Regions from separate parts of the Macaca mulatta genome. Here region 2 is linked to region 1. A link is a contact called in public Hi-C data. All regions are on one chromosome and are shown on one strand. The core of a region is the stretch at or near the end of the contact, and the rest is flanking DNA. Distances in the headings are between cores, read along the strand shown.

Evidence for each region. Hi-C and Micro-C count contacts between places; a contact is called where the count stands out from the background.
Region 2: a Hi-C map of fetal cortex germinal zone shows a contact between it and region 1, with 2.2 times the contacts expected there. The contact joins the promoter of GPS2 here to the promoter of DVL2 in region 1. A contact is called at or near these places in 2 of 14 Hi-C or Micro-C datasets (cortical neurons and fetal cortex germinal zone).

The regions. Positions count from the first base shown.
Region 1 is chr16:8,719,462-8,722,730 of T2T-MMU8v2.0, forward strand. It overlaps DVL2 (dishevelled segment polarity protein 2), which reads right to left and starts at 1,523. Exons shown (of 15, transcript NM_001194806.2): 1 at 1,045-1,523. The coding sequence starts at 1,238. It overlaps PHF23 (PHD finger protein 23), which reads right to left. Exons shown (of 5, transcript NM_001194348.2): 4 at 2,905-3,269; 5 at 2,005-2,813. The coding sequence ends at 2,599.
Region 2 is chr16:8,807,605-8,810,610 of T2T-MMU8v2.0, forward strand. GPS2 (G protein pathway suppressor 2) reads right to left here and starts at 1,521. Exons shown (of 11, transcript XM_028835958.2): 1 at 1,415-1,521; 2 at 1,111-1,273; 3 at 641-750; 4 at 444-556; 5 at 233-312; 6 at 59-141. The coding sequence starts at 1,204. NEURL4 (neuralized E3 ubiquitin protein ligase 4) reads right to left here. Exons shown (of 30, transcript XM_077970184.1): 30 at 1,789-2,484. The coding sequence ends at 2,280.

The DNA of each region.
Region 1 (3,269 bases), core at 273-2,772:
CACTCCAGCCTGGGCGACAGAGCAGACTCTGTCTTTAAAAAAAAAAAAAAAAAAAAAAGCAGAGGTTGAGGACCCAGAGAGGGCTCAGCCCCAAAGACCATAAACACAAAAGGGCTTTCTCTGCATTATTTACATGCCAATCTAGTCCAAGATAGCCCTGAATGTCCAAATTACCCTAGGATAGCCCAATCTATTCTAGCACAGCCTACAATGTCCCCACACGCAGCTAGCTGTCTGCACCAATATAGACTAGAATACCCCAATACAGCTACCTGTACTAGCATGGGCACCAACAGCCTTGTCTGCCCCCATACTGAGTGCTCCAATAAAACCATGTCTTGCCCCAAGATAAACCAGGATTAACCAATACAGCCCAGTAGAGTCCATAATGGCCCAAGTTTGTTTTGTTTTGTTTTTTGGTGTTTTTTTTTTTTTGGAGATGGAGTCTTGCACTGTCGTCCAGGCTGGAGTGCAGTGGCGCGATCTCGGCTCACTGCAACCTCCGCCTCCCAGGTTCAAGCGATTCTCCCTGCTTCAGCCTCCCAAGTAGCTGGGACTACAGGCGCCCGCCACCACGCCCGGCTAATTTTTTTGTATTTTTAGTTAGTACAGATGGGGTTTCACCGTGTTAGCCAGGATAGTCTCGATTTCCTGACTTCGTGATCCGCCCGCCTCGGCCTCCCAAAGTGCTGAGATTACAGGCGTTACAGGACTCCTGAGAACGTACTAAACGACCAGACGATAAATGAATTTACTCAGTACAGTCTAAAACACTCCAAAATAAACCAGTATGCCCCCACCTATTCCAGTAGAGCCTAATCGTCTCTAATCTGGTTTAGGATATCCTAGTCTGCCCGTGTGCCTCAATCTATCCAAGCATAACCTTGTCCATCCTGGGAGAGTCAACCTACCTCAGCATGGTACAATCTGCTCCACCACAGGCCAGAAAATCCTAGTGTGGCCCGAAGTAGATGTGTGCCCCTCCACGTCGCCCAATCCACTCTAGCAAAGCCCCCGTCGGTCCTATCTAGGCCTTGCGCTCACCCGAAATCCTGATCCATAGACTTGAAAAAGTACTTGGCGCCCGCGGGCCGCTGCAGGACGCTCTTGAAATCGCCGAGGGTGATGCGCTCGGCGGGGACAGGGATCTTCACCAGGTATGGAGTCTCTTCCTCATCCAGGTGGTAAATCACCTTCGTCTCCCCAACCCCACCGCCCCCAGCGCTGCTGCCCGCCATGGTCTCGCCCGCGCGCTCCCGGGCTCCACCGCCCACCCAAGGGGCTAATGGCCCCTGCCGCGCCTGCGCACACCCGCAAACCGACGAGCGAGCGCGGACAGGACGGACCCAGTACTGGAGAGAAGCAAAGGGAAAAAAGCAGGGGTCGGCAAGGGTGGCGGCGGGGGGCGGGCCGCGAGGTGCGACTCAAAGCCGCGGTCTCAGCGGCCGCCGCGCGCCACCGCCACCGACAACGCGAGCGTCCTCCAGGTCCCCGCCCACCTCTCCTCATGTCACGTGACCTAAGCCCGCCCACCCCGCGCTCTTCAGCCGCCCCCGTCACGTGACCCCTCCCAGTCACGTGACCGCGTGACTCCTCCTAGTGCCCCCGCCACGTGATCGCTGCCTTCGGCAACGGTCTCCCAGCCCCCAAAGGTGTACCCCAGCCGAGGTCCTCCGAGCACCCAGGATAAGCTGGCCTGTGCCCTCAGGAAGCGGACAGTCGGCTCCCACCCGGCTTTACCCCACACCGGCGGGAGCGCGAAGCAACTCTGACCCTCAGGAGTGTGCGTGCAGGGAGTGAAGGTGGGGATTGTGGGGGTTCCTAGACTCGAGTGGGGAGGGCCAAATACAATGAAAGCTCTGAGGTGGCTTACTCAAGTATCTTGGGGTGGGAGAGGCCCAGTGCTGTGCCATCTTCAGACTGGACTGTGAGAGGTGGCTTTCAGCACCACGTCCAGCTAGTCTTCAGCCACCAAAGCCTCCCTCCCAAGCAGGACAGTGAGGGCTATAAACACAAAAGAGCCCACTCTGCTTTATTCACAACACGCAGGCTGTCTGTACAAACAGCGGCCAATATTATTAAAAAGAGGTGAGTGAGAATCGTCACCTTTCTGCTTTCCTTCCTTGCTTGGCCAGGCTCTAGTACTCCACCTTTGAGCTGCCATGCCCAGTAGGGGAAGTCCAAAATTAAAAATACAACCGGTGTAGAAGAAAATAAATGGGGAGTGAAATAGAAGAAAAGATGAGGGAGGGGAGTGCTAATATTTACACTAGAGTTTTATAGACAACTGTCCCATTCCATCCCAATTCCAATCCTGACCCAGAAAGTGATGGTGGCAGGTCCAAGAGACAGAGATTATGTGTCTAGAGACACAGACAGCCTCCCACCCGCAACCGTAATGGGTTCAATTTCAAGTTCAGAGTGGGGAGGACGGATAGGGTAGGAAAGTGAGACACTCATTTTCAAACAAGTCTCCCTTGGGAATTCCTGCCTTGAAGTGCGGACAGTATCCAAGCTCCAGGGGGTAGGCTGAGGACCCTGAGGCTCAGTTCCCAAATCATGTTATCATTTGGAAGTTCCAGGCTAAAGTTGGTGCCGTCAGGGCTCTCCAGATTTGGGAGGCCCCCCTAACCGCCGGGCCTCTGGCCTCAGTTCCTTGCATTTCTGGCAATAAAAGAAGTCAGGGACGTTGGTCTTCTTAATCTTAGCACAGGAGAGGTGGATCCACGTCCCACACAGGCTGCACTCAATCATGGGCCGCCCTGCAAAGGGCTTTCGACAGTAACACGTGATCAGATCCCATGAGTCATCACCTGGGGAAAAAAGGTTTGTTTGGTATTCTGCCTGAGCAGTTGTTGGATCCACAACACCCTCAAACCCCTCGCCCCAGCCCAAACCTCTCACCTGATTCTACCATGATGTCCTCATCCATGACCCGCATCTCGCCTTCACTGGAGCTGGCATCTCCATCTTGGCTTGTTTCAGTGCTGCCCACCTCCTTGCTTTCACTGTCAGTAGGAGGGACTCCTTCAGGGTGCACTGTGGCAGGGGGCCTAGGAGCCTCGGGGGGTGTTGGGAGCACAGGGGCTGGGGCTTCTCCCCCTACCACTGTTGCCATCTCTTCCTCTTCTTCCTCTTCCTCTTCTTCCTCCTCCTCTTCAGAGTCTGTATCACTGGGGGGTGCCTGGGGAGGCCCAGGAGGTGGGAGTCTATCCCCCCGTTCTGCCTTTTTTAACTTCCGCTTCTTGCTCTTCTTGATTCGAGATCTC
Region 2 (3,006 bases), core at 271-2,770, 88 kb after region 1:
GGTGGCAAGGATGCATGGATGGAAGCAGTAGGGGCTGGGCATCCAATCCTACTCTCACCGTAAGCACTTGGGGTCCAAACATTTGTTTGGCTCTGTCAGCTGCCATGAGGGTGCCTGGGCGATTGTGTCCTCCAGGGCTCCCTAGAAAGGGAGAAGGGCTTCATGATGCTGAAATGGGAGGCTGCAACCTGTAAGAAGGCCGGTTCCATCAGGTGGTCTCTTTAGTCCTCACCCTGCATGCTGAGGAGATGAGTTCCTGTGTGGACAGTCAGGCTCTGCTGGTATGCAGCTGATGTCAGGGTGGTCAGGTCACTGGAGTGAGAGGAAGGCAGGTCAAAGCTAAGGACAGATGCCTTCTCTTTCGCCATTAAACACTAGTTCTTTTATTACTTGATCCCAGTTCCACTTGGCCCCCATTTCAGTTTTTAGCACTCTGATCCCACCTCTGTTCCTTTCGCCTCCGTTTTTCTTCCTCATGTAAAACTTTCTTGAGCTGCAGGAAAAGCTGATGCTTCTCTTCCTGTAGGGCCAAAAGCTTCTCCTCCAACTTCAGAATCTGGGAGGGAGTGGGAAGAGAAGATGAAGGCAGGGAGAGTCAAGGGAAGAAATCAAAGCTGGGAGAGTTCAAGGGACTGCTTACTTGTTCCTTGGTCTCCTCTAGTGACATTCTCTCTTCCATCTCCTTTTTCTTCCTTCTCTCCTGTTCTTCCTTCATCTTCTGTTCCATCATCTTATCCACCTCTTCTTCCTCTGGAGAATCAGGCAGAATGAAGAAGAGGCAGGGTAGTGAAAACAGTTCCAACGTTAGATTGAAGACCAGCAAAACCCAGTCATCCCAACACGCCTGTGCGCTCTTTGCCTCGAGGGGACAAGCTCCCCCATCGCTGCAATAGGGAACGGAGAGGCTTTATCAGGTGCTCTCCAAGGTCCTTCCCGTCTCAAGGGTTCTGGAGCGTGGACCAGGACGCTTAAATCCCACCACAACGGGGCTATTCCTTCCCTCCTCTGCGCTCGGCAGCGGGCTCACTGGTTGGCCGCTGGGTTGAGGCCAACCCTGAGGTACAGGAGCCATTCTGGGCCGTGTGTCCCCCCGCTATGGCCCCGGCTCACCCTGCCGCTTGCGCTCCCGCTCCATCATAATGTGCCGGTGCAGCGCCCTGGCCATGGCGTTGGAAAGCTTGGGGCGCTCCAGGAGTGCGGGCATGGTGCTGCCGTGGGCGCTCGGGCCGTGGGCGCCCGGCTCTGTCTCTGACTGCCAGACCTCAGACGGCGCCTGCGGGGAGGCGGGCGCTCAGAGGGGACCGCGCCCGGCCCAGGCGGAAGCCCGTCCGCCCGACCCGCTAGCCGCCCCGGTCACGTGTCCCAGGAGCCCGCCACCCGGCCGGGCCCGCAGCCCCCGCTCCACCGCGCGCACGGGCGGCGCCGGGATCCCCGACTCGGTGCTGCCGCTCCCTGCCCAGCCAGCCCGGACGCCAGCCCTCCCTACCCGCCTTCTCTGCGCTTTCTCAGCAGCTCCGGCGCGCCCTGGCCCGTACGTCACATCCGGCGGCCCGGCCAAGTCCTTCCGGAGTCACGGCTGCGGCCGACCTCACGGGTTGGGTGAAAGAAAGCGGAAGCGCGCTGCGACGGGTGCCCGCGGCGTCCAAACCCCGTAGCCGGGAACGCGGGCGACGAGGGCTGTAAACTGGTCTTGGCATCCTCAGCTCTCTTTAATTTCGCGGGCCCACCTGGTGGCACCCCAGGGGACGCGGGCTCCGGGGAGGGGCGCGCGAGAGAGAGGCCGAGGCGGAGGCTCTGAGACGGTGTTTATTGGCTCCTTAGAAATCAGAGTCAGTAACAACTGTACAGAGGCCCCCATCTTCCGTGCGCCCACCCTTCCCCACTCCTGCCCGGTGGCCCCGGAAAAAGCAGCTTCATGTGGGCACAGGGAGAGACTCCTCTGGGATTCACAGTAACCAGAAACAAAAACGGAAATAAATTAAGTGATGTGGGGAAGGGGAGTAAAAGGGAGTCATGTTCCCCAAATCAGTGCATGAAGAGGGGTACCAGGGCCTGGAGCTGGGCTCCCACGGCTCCTCCCATCAGACGGAGTGCTGGGCCTCCAGACATGGAGCTGTGCCACTTGCCACCTACATCTGAGAGCCTGCCTACATGCTCCTGCGCGGCTGCCAAGCTCCAGCACCTGCGCATGCCACGAGTCACGGGAATGAGGTGGAGGCAGTCGCCAGAGTCCATGGGCCCGAGGCCCGACTGTGCTTGTAGTATTTGTGTGTCACCCCTCATTCCACCCGTACCAGCAGGGCATAGAGGAGTGTGGCCCCCTTCTCCTTAGTGACCCACTCAAGTTCGGCTGGACTGAAGTGAGGGTCAGGAGGTTCTCCAAGGGCAGCGGAAGGGGGTCCCGGGGTGTAGGAGCCAGGGCGCACACACACCTGGAACGCCACCTGAGCCTGGTGCGTCCGCTGGGATTTGGGGTCCCGGAATCTGTCAAACAGGAAAAAATAAGGGAGTGAAGCTTCTCTCCCCATCACCTCCCCCTTGCAAAGTCTGTTCCAACCACACAAGCCTTGCTGTACCTAGGAAATACTCCCGCCTTATAGGAGCTTCACTCTAGCTGTTCTTTCTACCTGAAATGTTCTTCCTCCCAAAGCCTGCTCAGCTACACCCTTCACTTCCTTCTTCAAGCCTTTGCTCGAATCTCTCCCACCTTCTTACGATGCCCACACCAGCCACACTGCTGTCTCCTTCGCCCCCCTCTTTCCTACGATGCCCACACCAGCCACACTGCTGTCTCCTTCGCCCCCCTCTTTCCTACGATGCCCACACCAGCCACACTGCTGTCTCCTTCGCCCCACTCTTTCCTACGATGCCCACACCAACCACACTGCTGTCTCCTTCGCCCCACTCTTTCCTACGATGCCCACACCAGCCACACTGCTGTCTCCTTCGCCCCCCTCTTTCCTACGATGCCCACACCAACCACACTGCTGTCTCCTTCGCCCCACT